Linked DNA regions of Danio rerio: all the other regions are linked to region 2. The links are chromatin contacts, called in public Hi-C and HiCAR-type maps. All regions are on one chromosome and are shown on one strand. The core of a region is the stretch at or near the end of the contact, and the rest is flanking DNA. Distances in the headings are between cores, read along the strand shown. Region 1 overlaps LOC141381253 (a long non-coding RNA gene). Region 2 has its middle 12 kb from the start of actb2. Region 3 holds the start of tnrc18 (trinucleotide repeat containing 18).

Region 1 (4,097 bases), core at 542-3,041, 160 kb before region 2:
GTGTCAGTTATTAACGTCTACACTTTCCCCAACCCTAAACCCAACCATCCCAGTTATTAATGTCTACACCTTCCCCAACCCTAAACCCAACCATCACAGTTATTAACGTCTACACCTTCCCCAACCCTAAACCCAACCATCACAGGTATTAACGTTTACACCACCCCCAACCCTAAACCCAACCATCACAGTTATTAACGTCTACACCATCCCCAACCCTAAACCCAACCATCACAGTTATTAACGTATACACCATCCCCAACCCTAAACCCAACCATCACAGTTATTAACGTCTACACCATCCCCAACCCTAAACCCAACCATCCCAGTTATTAATGTCTACACCTTCCCCAACCCTAAACCCAACCATCACAGTTATTAACGTCTACACCATCCCCAACCCTAAACCCAACCATCACAGTTATTAACGTCTACACCATCCCCAACCCTAAACCCAACCATCACAGTTATTAACGTCTACACCATCCCCAACCCTAAACCCAACCATCACAGTTATTAACGTCTACACCTTCTCCAACCCTAAACCCAACCATCAAAGTTATTAACGTCTACACCATCCCCAACCCTAAACCCAACCATCACAGTTATTAACGTCTACACCTTCCCCAACCCTAAACCCAACTATCACAGTTATTAACGTCTACACCATCCCCAACCCTAAACGCAACCATCACAGTTATTAACGTCTACACCTTCCCCAACCCTAAACCCAACTATCACAGTTATTAACGTCTACACCTTCCCCAACCCTAAACCCAACTATCACAGTTATTAACGTCTACACCTTCCCCAACCCTAAACCCAACCATCACAGTTATTAACATCTACACCTTCCCCAACCCTAAACCCAACCGTGTCAGTTATTAACGTCTACACTTTCCCCAACCCTAAACCCAACCATCACAGTTTTTAACTTACACCTGCGAGTTTCAGAGGCTTTCATACTTGACGCGCTCGCCACTGTACTGTTATTTGCAACCACAAAGGGCGACGCTGAGTAGATTAACTGTCATGACAAAACGGATGAAGAAGTCTGGGAGTGGAGTTGCTAAATGAATAAATATAAAAATATATCAAATAAATTGGTTGTGGATAAATTTGGAGAAAACCCATAAAAACATTTGGTTCAATGGGATCTCGATAACTGCTAGGTATGCCTCTAACTTACTACAAGTTATGCCCCTTCATCTTATGCCCTCGTCTTGCAGTTCGCAGATACAGATACACTTGTACAAATGTGGGAACGGTGGGAGAACCAGCTCATTTGCATTTAAAAACACAGGCTACAGCTAGACTTTGTTTGAGCTCAAAATGGGCATATTCTGCATTGTATAATAAACAGTCGGATGGGTATTTTGAGCTGGACACATTCTAGAGAAACCAAAGACTTAAATCTTGTATAAAAAGGTAAATTGGGGCCCTTTAAACCATAATAAAGGATAAAATTGTGTATAAATCTTGTTTTGGACAAATACTCAAACTGGTATGCAGTAACAGTGTAATAGTCATTTTCGACTCATCCAACAGATGGAGCACTTCAGTGTTTGCGTCAGTCCTAGCGCGTTAATTTCCATGTTGGCTGTTTTAAGTTATCCAACAGTCAAGGGTCTTGTAATAGCCACTTGCGGGTGTCTTAATTACCATAACCCAGTTAATGGCAGGGATACAGGGACTGTAATGAGCAGACTGGAGAGGCTACTTTTGACACAGCTGCTCTAGACAGTGCTAAGAGTCTGACTTTACTGTGAAGGCGCTAATGCGGCTACACTACATGACTCACAATGACAGAGAAACGCTGGACAGACGCAGCTGAAACTGAAGACAAAAACACATTGTTGAAGAACTACAAGTATCACTTAACATCATCTCGTTCTACACAAGCTTAAGATATCATGTTAGCAAGCTAAGATTTCCCTGCTGAAAAGACCTGATTAGTGTGGATTTTCATGCTGGTTCAGGCTAGTTTATGCTGTCCATTCCTTATTTTCAGAAAATAGCATTGTATGAGAAGGGTTTAAATAACATAATGGGGACTTAATAAATTCCAAACAAGTGACTATTTTTTGCATTAACTGTCTCACCTTTGTCTTCAATTACAGTAGCAGTATTTGATTACAGTAGAATACCACAAATTCCTAATATACAGTAAGTTATTGTAAAAGAAAGTTTTAAAATGACCCACAATGCAGTTCATATTACAGTTGTAAACTGTAAAGGATGTATCTGGTATTTTACTGGCCATTTTTGCAGTTAATAACTATTATAATAACTAAAGTCTAATAGTGCAGAAGACCCACTAAAGTTTTTTAGTATGAGAATAGTTTTTTTTTCTATAGCAACAATTTGATTTAATAAGAATCATTTAATTAAATAGTAAACAAAATATTTTAAAGTACGCCTATTTTACCTCTTTTTCACGATTTAAGATAAGATTTTGTGTCTCCAGACTGTGTCTGTAATGTTTCAGCTAAAAACACTCATCAGATTATTTTTGTACCTTTTTAAATCTGGGGAATTTGAGCTATTAAGACATTGTAGCTGTTTTTGTTGCCTGTGCCTTTAATGAAAATGAGCTAGTTCTCGCCCACCGTTTGCCAAGTGTGTGTCAGAGCTGTAGCCTTTACATAGATAAACAGCACAGTGACAGACAAGAATGCAGCAGATCTCCCTTACTAAAGTAAGAACTTCCCTACTGTTATTTATTATATTTGCAACAACGAGTCACACACAATGTTGCTATAAAGTTCATGCACACATACACACACACACACACACACACACGTTTAGATTTGCACGGTAAATATGACAGAATACACAATAATATCCACTGCTGTATGGACGTCCGTTATATTATTGTACAAAGTAAACCTGATTTAACGTTCACAATTCAGGATTGAAGTTTCTTTTTTATAATTTGTCACCTTAGAATTATAAGGTTCTATAAGACAATTTTGTCAAAATTGACATATTCTTTTTAAATGATAACTTATTTACATTGTGGGATGCTTTTTATAAGTTGTTTGCATTTTAAGACTTTAAGACACATACTGTTTGCTATGGAATGCAAAAACTTTGAAGCTCAATATCTCAAAATCATTCAGAACGCAGATAGAACCTTATAATTCTAAGGTGACGAATGTACTTTTAATTGAATTACATAGTGATTTTACTGTCATTATTACAAACATGCACTGTTTTAGAAACGTTTAAAATTTATAAAACTCATTATTGAGGTGCAGACGATCACAAAGGGTTAAACGGATCTTTTAATCCCAGTTGCTTTGTGCACGTACTCTCCTGTCAATCAATTTGGTGGGCGGGGAAAACCGGACTCCTACTTCACGTTGTGGTGAGCCTTTAAATGGGAGGGATTTGGATCCTGTTTTAGTCAAGAAATAAAAAAAGAGACTTATTGTATATCTATTACTCCAATATGACTGTGGACATACTATACCTGCACGCACAGTTCTGTCCAAACAGCTTACAAAAGATGATTTTCAGCATAGGTCCCCTTCAAGGATCAAAGTGCAAATTCCCCTAAAAACAAATTAATTTGTTTTAAATAAAACAAAATTATTCTAGGTTTAATGTACATGAAATTAAACCATAACTTTACAATTCCTTTTGTCAGCAAAGCATTTTTAATCTTATAAAATAAAACAAAAGTTTGTCATTACTTATTTATTATTCTTTAGTACATTTTAATAAAAAAAGTATGTAGTTTCATTTTTTTTATATGTTTTGGTTCTATCTGTTTCACCCATATTAATACATTTAATTTCATGAAAGTTTCTTGATACATAGAAATGGACTCTTTACTTTCATTTCACATCTACACATATTAAATCCTAAATTAAATTTGATGTCAATGCCAAAATTGAGTGTCTCATCTTTGTCCCACATGCAGGATTTTTAAATAAATGCTGCTTTTATTGATTTGCTTAAAAAAATGTATATATAAAAAAGACAACGAACATGATATCAAAAAATGAAATTATAAAAGCAATCATTTCAAAGACGGTGAAACAAATTAATTAGTTGCTTCAGAGATATTCAATGATTGACATTGCTTTTTT
Region 2 (4,413 bases), core at 1,242-3,741:
GTTAGTCAAAATTTGACTTGTAAGATAATCATTGTATATCCATATGTGTACAGCCTTTATGATAATATAAAAGTATTCATTTTTTCTAATGTTGGGGTTCTTTTAGGAAAATTAATCAAACGTCAATATAAAAAAAAACATCATTTAGGAGCTTAAAGTGATGCTTTATGGCATTACTATGAAAACTCTTATAGTGGAACCTTTATTTTAAGAGAGTAAACTTCATTTGATCTGCAATAAAGAAGTAGAGCGCAAAAAGGAAACCGAAGCATGTAAGCTTCTTCTGGTAAGTACATCTTGCAGAAGTGTCTCCTAATGATGAGGTACCTGCCATTATAACTGTCCCCTGGGCTGTGCAGGAAATGGGTCCTGTACTAAAAGTGGAAGAAGCTCTTTTTCAAATGAAACTTTACAAGGACACTGTATCTGATCAATTATACTTCAGAGGATGATGAAAACATTTACTTCTTGAAAAGCCTAGATCTTTACAGATACTGAGCATCTACAGACTAGATCTATATTCACTGGGAAATCAGATCATTTCTCCTTTCAGTTTCAGGTGGAGGATCACTGTAGATACAGAGTTATAAATCAAAATAAGCTGCGGCATAACAAAATACACATCTCTTGTCTTATAATTTTAAAAGGAGATTTCCTCTGTCAGACAGTTTACCATTGTTTTATATTCCAAAATATTTTGTCAGGAATATTTAAAACAGGAAATGTTTGAAGAAATAATTAAAAACTGCACTCTCAGAAATAATGGTAAACAAAACATGTCACTGGTATGGTACCTTTTCAAATGATACAATTTTTTTCTTAAAAGATTCTTACAGGTACATTTTAATACCTAAAAAGTACAAATGTGTACCTCAAAGTCCCTTAAAGGTACAAAATTACAAAAGCATTTTCAGTCCATAATATTGTAGTATTATTAATGTAAACTACTTAGTAATGCCCATCATTTCACTAAGTAATAAATGTCTTCAAAAGCTGAAAGAGCACACTTACCTGTAGAGGCAGGACAATCAACAGGAACTGTAAGCGCGTCAGATGAGTGGCAAATCCGGATTTCACCATTTCCAGATGTAAAAAGTTCTCAGGTGAACATGTTTTTTACAAACATATTTTTGTTGCGTGTTAGCAGACCTCTGAAATCATAACGTGTGGTTTCACACGCATATGCTTTCATCGCGAGGAAAGAGAAACAAAACCTTCGTTGCAGCACATTTATAATCGCGACATTGACGACCCACGTCTCTGAACAATTCTTCTTCTTCCGCTTTTTTAAACTACACTGTAAAAAAAATTGTAATTTTACGGTTTATTTCTGGCAGCTGGAGTGCCGGAAAAAAAAAAAAAAAGTTAAATAAATTACTTAAAATTGAATTACAGAAATGTACTGTAAACACTACTAGCTTAATAAACTACTAATGGTCTATATGCACAGAGACTTTAATTTTTTAGCCAGCCAGCTACAGGACTTCCTGTCTTTCCATTATAAAATTGCCACGTTTAAGGTCTGATTTCTTTACGAATCAGTGATCTTCAGTACCTGAAAGATAAATTATATAAAGTGGGTCTCAGACTGGACAAAAAAGTACTGCAATCATTTCCATTTTCACCTGCCATGTATTTAAAATATGACAGTTTTTTTTTACCCCAGTACTTTGAATTGAGTTTCTGCACTCACCTGCACTGTAAAACCCAATAGTCAACTTTATCAAATGAAATGAATGTAGTTAACTCAAAATTTATTGAAAGTTAACTCTACTAATTTGAAAAGAGTTTTGAACTCAGTGTTAGAGGTAATATGTTGATTAAATACCTCATTACTTCAACCTAAATGGAGTAAGTTCACAGTTCTTATATAGATTATTATTATTTATTTATTTATTTATTTTACCTCGAATGGTTTGTAGTGATCGGTTTCCTCAAACAGTTTGAGTTCCCTTAACTTATTGGGTTTTACAGTACTCAGTTGGTTTGAGTTCTCTTCATTTATCAGGTTTTACTGTGCTTAAATTGCTTCATTTACTCAAATGGATTACATTTACAGCACTCGTTAGTATTCGTTTTTACAAACTTAAATGGTTTGTTGCAATCGGTTTCAAACGGTTTGGGTTACAAAACTTATTGGGTTTTACAGTGTAATAAACAATGCATATCTTAATAATAAGCAGGCAGCAGCATGAGTTATGACCTAAACTAAAGTAGTATTATTTAGTATATGATTTGTTTGTATATTTCAGTAGGTCAGAATAAGCACGTTTTCCCACCATATTTAGATTTTTTTATGATACTTAAACATTAGGCACTTGACATGCATCTACATAAAAATCCTTGCAAATTGTACACTGTAAAACAGACACCAAAACTGGACGTCTCATCTTTGACCCTATAGTTTCTCAATAATACTATAATACCAGCGGTCACGCAGAGCCGCATGTCTCGGAGCTGACACATGCAGAGCTCAGGATCCTCCTACACGCTCGGTCGGACACGGCGAGCCTCCACAAAATTGCTCTGAGACCTTCAGTGCTCATTTGACCGCATCTCTACAGGAGCCCGAAGACAATGCATCTGATAGAGTTCATCCAACACCTCCTGCAGAAACCCTTCTTTCTCTTCATTACAAAATCACAACAAAATTAAAACATCGGCGAGCGTGTTTTGCATTAGGCAATCAATCATAAACTAAATGAGTCTCTGCAATGATTGTGCAATCAATGAGGAATCGCGTCCTGAATGCTGATTTCTCTGTCGCCCACTATACTCTCTTATTAGTGGCTTGTACCTCTGTGTAATTATTTCATCATGAATGGAGGGGAACAGTCGTGCGTGGCCTGCGTGAAAACAGCGCAGCACAATCAGGAGACGCGGGCGTGAGATGGATGGATGTATGTGGGAGGCTGAGCTGAAGGAAGAATGACGTGTGTGTGTGTGTGTGTGTGTGTGTGTGTGTGTGTGTGTGTGTGTGTGTGTGTGTGTGTGTGTGTGTGTGTGTGTGTGTGTGTGTGTGTGTGTGCTGGGGGTGGAAGTGAATTCAGATTAACTCTGATTATGAGATATACACCAGATTTGTGTTCATTGTGTTTACTGCTTAACGCTTGAGAGATTTGAGGAGAAAACAACAATTAAAGTAGGATGGATGGCCATATTTATCGTGGAATATGGGACAGACTGATGGGATGCATGTATTTATTTTGTTAAGGACAAAATGTTTAGCCCTCCTGTGAAATATAAATAGTTTTTCAAATAGGTGATGTGTAGCAGAACAAGGAAAATTTTCACACACTGTAAAAATGAGTTCCACACAGTCAATTTGTATTGGGACAACATGAAGGGATGAGATTAACTTATTTCTTCTTAAGTGGCTTGAACATAAAACAATTAAGTTGATCCACAAAAAACTTATAGATTGTGTTGTTTTATCTCTTTTTATGAGCAGTTTGAACAAACAGCAAGCATTTTTTGAGTTTAGTAATTCCTATTATGTTTTTTTTTTTCCTGAAGAACATCTTATTTGTTAGTTTGGTTGGGAAGATATTTTTTAATAAATTTTTTTTTAAGATAAATAAAAGCTGCTATGCTCAATATTATTAGCCCTCTTAAGAAGTTTTCCCCCAATTTCTTTATTGAACAAACCCCTGTTGTCTAATAAATTTCCTAATTGACATAACCTTAACCTGAATAACCCAGTTAAGCCTTTAAATTGCATTTTAAGCTGCAGCGTCTTGCTAAATAACTTGTTAAATATGTTTTGTTCGATAAAGGTTAAAGTACACTGAAAAAACATTGTTATTTTATGTCATTTTTCCAGCAGCTGCAGTGCCAGAAAAAAAAAACAATAATGTAAAATTACAGCCGTTAAATTACAGAAATTTATAGTAAATTAACAGACTTTAAATTACAGAAATTTACGGTAAATTAACAGACTGTAAATTACAGAAATTTACGGTAAATTAACAGACTTTAAATTACAGAAAATTACCATAAATTTACAGACTTTAAATTACTGAAATTTCCTGTAAATTTCTGCATGTATGCATCATATAATGGTGTGTTTAAAAAATCTCTCTGTTAAAAAGTACATAAAAGATATTTGAAAATAAATTTGTTTATTCATTCATTGTCCTTAGGCTTCATCCTTTATTTATCAGCAGTTGCCACAGTGGAATGAACCACCAACTATTCTGGCATACATTAAAAATATATATATTTTTTCCTTTTTTAAACTACTTAATTAAAATAGACTGAAACAACATAATTCTTGAGATTTCATTTGGACAACCCGTTTTTTTATGCTCAAACCACATAAACCACATAAAAAACCACATAAATTTGTTGAAAGTGTTAAGTTAACGTAATCGATTTGTGTTGGGATAACATGAATGAATTGTGTGGAACCCT
Region 3 (4,279 bases), core at 1,751-4,250, 140 kb before region 2:
GTGAGCTGTGGTGTCTTTTTTTGCCTTTTTCTGTTTTTTATGCACAGAAATGGCGTTCATGTTGTGGCTGATGGAGGCTGACACACCAGCGCTCCAGAGGCCTCAGATTCACAGACTACGCAAACCGCATACGGGTAGATGAAAATGATGTGTGGGTGCATTCACAATGAGACAGTGCATATTAACGGGTTTGTTTTTGTCACGCTATGCTATTTTTGCACAATAGCTAGCAAACTTCAAAAGCCACTGTGCGCTGTTTTTGCAAACAGTGGTTAGTTCATGTTGTCGTATGATCTGGTTTGTTGCATAAAAGCTCATTTCTTATGTAAAAAATAAAGATTAGATTGTTTCATTCCAGCAGCTGCTGTGTTGCTGTGGTTTACTAGCTTATTTAAAGAGATAGTTCACAAAAAATGAACATTTTGCAATCAATTAAATGAAAAATCTGCCATGGTTTCCTTACTCTTCTTCATTTGCTCCAAACCTACTGTATTTAGGTTTCTTTCTTCTGTTGAACACAAAAGCAGATACTTTGAAAAATGCTGATTGCTGGCACTATTGAGTTGCTTATTTTTCTTTCAATGGAAGTCGGTGCATGCCACAACATTTTACAAAATATCATCATGGACAACAGGGGGGGGGGGGGTCTCCTCATCCACCACCAGTGTGCAGCATCCACCTGGATGATGTAAAGGCAGCCATATTGCTCTAGACCACACACCCCACATCAGCTGATTGGTGTAGAGGAGAGAGAGTGATGAAGCCAATTATGATATGGGGATGTTTAGGAGGCCATGATGGACAGAGGCCTGAGGGCAAATTTGGCCAGGATGCCAGGGGTTAAACCCCTACTCTTTTCAAAGGACATCCTGGGATTTTTAAGGACCGCAGACAGTCAGGGCCTCGGTTTAACCTCTCATCCGAAAGACGAATAATCTCATAAAGGTTTAAATTCTAATGAGGGAGTCAGTGATGAGCTAATTTTCATGTTTGGGTGCACTAACGTATCTCTTGGAGTCTTTTTTTACTTCTTTTAACCTTAAAAATATGAAAATATTTTTATGCGTGTGCTAATAAAAAAATTATCTTAAAAAAATTTATATTTCAACTATACTTGTTCTCTGTGTTTTGACCATGAAGATATAATTAAAAGTGTAATTAAGTACACGTGGTTTCTAGTTTCATTTTTGCATTTTTTTTTTGTCATAGAACTTTTATTCTTGCAAATACTATTTTACATTTTACAACAACCCACACACCATGTACAATCCTATCTAGCCCCAACAAAACGATCCTCAAATAAAACAATCAACATCTGAAAAAAAATAATAAAATAAATACAAATACAGAAAAAAAACTAATCATAACAAACCATATACAGTTGAAGTCAGAATAATTAGCCCCCCTTTGATTTTTTTTCTCTTTTAAATATTTCCTAAACGATTCTTTAACAGAGCAAGGAAATTTTCAAAGTATGTCTGATAATATTTTTTCTTGAGAAAGTCTTATTTGTTTTATTTCGGCTAGAATAAAAGCAGTTTTTAATTTTTTATGAACCATTTTAAGGACATTAGGAAGTTTTTCGATAGTCTACAGAACAAACCATCGTTATACAATAACTTGCCTAATTACCCTAACCTGCCTAGTTGCCTAATTTACCTAGTTAAGCGTTTAAATGTCACTTTAAGCTGTATAGAAGTGTCTTGAAAAAATATTTAACCAAATATTATTTACTGTCATCATGGCAAAAATAAAATAAATCAGTTATTAGAAATGAGTTAATAAAACTATTATGCTTAGAAATGTGTTGAAAAAAATCTTCACTCTGTTAAACAGAAATTGGGGGGAAAATACACAGGGGGCTAATAATTCTGACTTCAACTATATATATACATATAGACCCATATAACTTCAACAAATCCACATTTAAGGTTTTTAAGTCACTAAAGAATGCAATAAATTGTTGCCATTTTTCAAAAAACTGTTCTCCCCTACCACTTATGTTGTACAGGTGTAATTAAAAAAATACCACAACTTCGAAAATCTGTATGTAATTAAAGAAACAAGATGGAACCTTGAGAAATTAATCAATGTGAAGAGACTTAACGTTTTTTTTTTTTTTCAGGAAAAAACAAGTTCATAGATGTTCAATATGACTCTCTCCACACTCTCTGTAGCATCTTTGGCTTACCAGTTTTGATAGCTGCAGTTATTTCTTCTTTTAGTTACTTGATGTGAAACTTCAGAGCTTCCTTAAATCACCAACAGAAAGAGCTTAGCTGTCCTTTTCTTCTTTGCAGAGTTCTCGATTTTTAAAGTTGTGGTATTGTTTATGAATAAGCCTATTTAATTTTCCCAAGTTTTAAAAAGAAGACCAATCTTTGAGCCATAATGAAATAGAGGGGGGTTGTGGGGAGCTGTTTACTATTTTAATTGAATAGGATTTCAAATGTAACCACTTTAAGGGAAAAATCTCCCAAAATTGTTTATTTTCTATCATTTTATTATTTACTCTTTTTTGCCTTCAAGTGGTTCCAAACCTTTATGAGTTTTTTTTAAAACAAGCAAAAAGATATTTTTAAGAATGCTGAAAACCTGTAACCATTGACTTCCATAGGAAAAATAAATACTATAGAAACACTATGGCCAATGGTTGTAGGTTTTCTTCAATACATCTTTTGTGTTCAACAGAAATAAACTCATAAAGGTTTAAAACAAGTAAATAGTAAGTAAATGATGACAGAATTTTTAGTTTTGAAAATATTTAAAGTATTTTGTTTAGATTTAATTTAAATTTATTAAAAAAAAAAAAAGCATGTAGAAAACTAAACCGATCTTTTCTTGTTGTGTACATAGGAATTTATTTCACAAATATGTCCTAAAGGCCTTTTTGAAATGTGCATTTTTTATTTGAGGTTTGATGTAATCTCAACATAAAGAGAGGGTGGGACATAGAATAGCTCCTCTCCTTTAAAACAAACCGTTTTGTTTTGTCACAGCTCTGCCAGTGAGAGTGGATGAGATCAAGAGCATCAAAGGACAGCAAATGAGAAGGGACAGGTCTGGACATGTCAGATACTCAAGAACATTTGACTGATCAAGATTTGATGAGAAGCTGAAGTATAAGGTAACAGAAAATCTGGTGGAGGTGACAAACCAAAAGCTTTTAATGTTTCTATCCTCTAAATGTTAATTTTTTCTCTGTTTTAGAGCACATATACAGTTGAAGTCAGACTTATTAGCCCCCCTTTGAATTCTTTTTTTCTTCTTTAAATATTTCCCAAATTATGTTTAACAGAGCAAGGAAATTTTCACAGTATATCTGATAATATTTTTTCTTCCGGAGAAAGACTTTTTTGTTTTATTTCGGCTAGAAAAAAAAAAGTTTTTAAATTTTTAATACCATTTTAAGGTCAAAATTATTAACCCATTTAAGCTATATTTTTTACATAACAAACCACCTTTATACAATAATTTGCCTAATTACCCTAACCTGCTTAATTAACCTAATTAACCCAGATAAGCCTTTAAATGTCACTTTAAACTGTAAAGAAGTGTCTTGAAAAATATCCAGTAAAATATTAGTTACTGTCATCATGGCAAAGATAAAATAAATCAGTTATTAGAAATGAGTTATTAAAACTATATGTTTAGAAACGTGTTGAAAAAATCTGCTCTCAGTTAAATAGAAATTGGGTGAAAAAATTAACAGAGGGCTTATAATTACAAACTTCAACTGTAGCTTACCTTAGCATAATGCTACTAACATCTAAAAACTTCATTTTAATTTCGCTGGATTTTAAAAGTACAGTGAAAAGTATCTTTGAGTATAAAAATTAATATCTAAATTGAAGTATAATTAAACTGCAGAAATAATATATAATTAGTGAAACTAAAAGACTGATATTTGCTTAAATAGTTGTGCAAAATGTTTTTGTTTTAGTATCTTTGAAAGCATTGTATTGGCTATATTGTCTGCTTGTATATTAAGTCGTAATCATTTTTCCGTCAAGCTTATTGCTTTTTTTATGTACATGATGTCAATATTTCACAACACATTTGCCAGGCCACAAAAAAAAAAAAAACAATAACCTTGATTGTGGTCAAAAGCAATGAAATATTGAACTGGATTCCCAATGCATGCACTTGATATGTTTTTCGAAATCCATGCAGGTTTACAGAAACTCAGGCATCCATCATCCCGGTCATAGTTTCCAGGAGATCAATAATGCAAAATGACACTTTTTATATGCAGGCTCAAAGCGAAAGCCTTCCATTT

The links. A called contact is a pair of places that touch in the nucleus more often than the background predicts. HiCAR-type assays count read pairs that join an accessible place to other places.
Region 1: a contact with region 2 is called in a HiCAR-type map of caudal fin, with 9 times the contacts expected there. The contact joins two enhancer-like sites. A contact is called at or near these places in 8 of 18 Hi-C or Micro-C datasets (caudal fin, embryo, gastrula embryo and 3 more) and 3 of 4 datasets of contacts at active chromatin or transcription factors (caudal fin, embryo and gastrula embryo).
Region 3: a contact with region 2 is called in a Hi-C map of embryo, with 1.7 times the contacts expected there. The contact joins the promoter of tnrc18 here to the enhancer-like site in region 2. A contact is called at or near these places in 6 of 18 Hi-C or Micro-C datasets (embryo and fibroblasts) and 1 of 4 datasets of contacts at active chromatin or transcription factors (caudal fin).

What each region holds. Positions count from the first base shown.
Region 1 is chr3:39,314,535-39,318,631 of GRCz12tu, forward strand. It overlaps LOC141381253 (a long non-coding RNA gene), which reads right to left. Exons shown (of 3, transcript XR_012401148.1): 2 at 3,476-3,558. Among named protein-coding and RNA genes, the nearest start is that of tnrc18, 21 kb to the right of the region's middle. Within about 2 kb of position 1,792, at least 3 of the 62 cell types and tissues checked have an H3K27ac peak or open chromatin away from gene starts, as enhancers often do.
Region 2 is chr3:39,471,425-39,475,837 of GRCz12tu, forward strand. No RefSeq gene overlaps it. Among named protein-coding and RNA genes, the nearest start is that of actb2, 12 kb to the right of the region's middle. Within about 2 kb of position 2,492, at least 22 of the 62 cell types and tissues checked have an H3K27ac peak or open chromatin away from gene starts, as enhancers often do.
Region 3 is chr3:39,335,061-39,339,339 of GRCz12tu, forward strand. tnrc18 (trinucleotide repeat containing 18) reads left to right here and starts at 3,001. Exons shown (of 30, transcript XM_073944922.1): 1 at 3,001-3,127.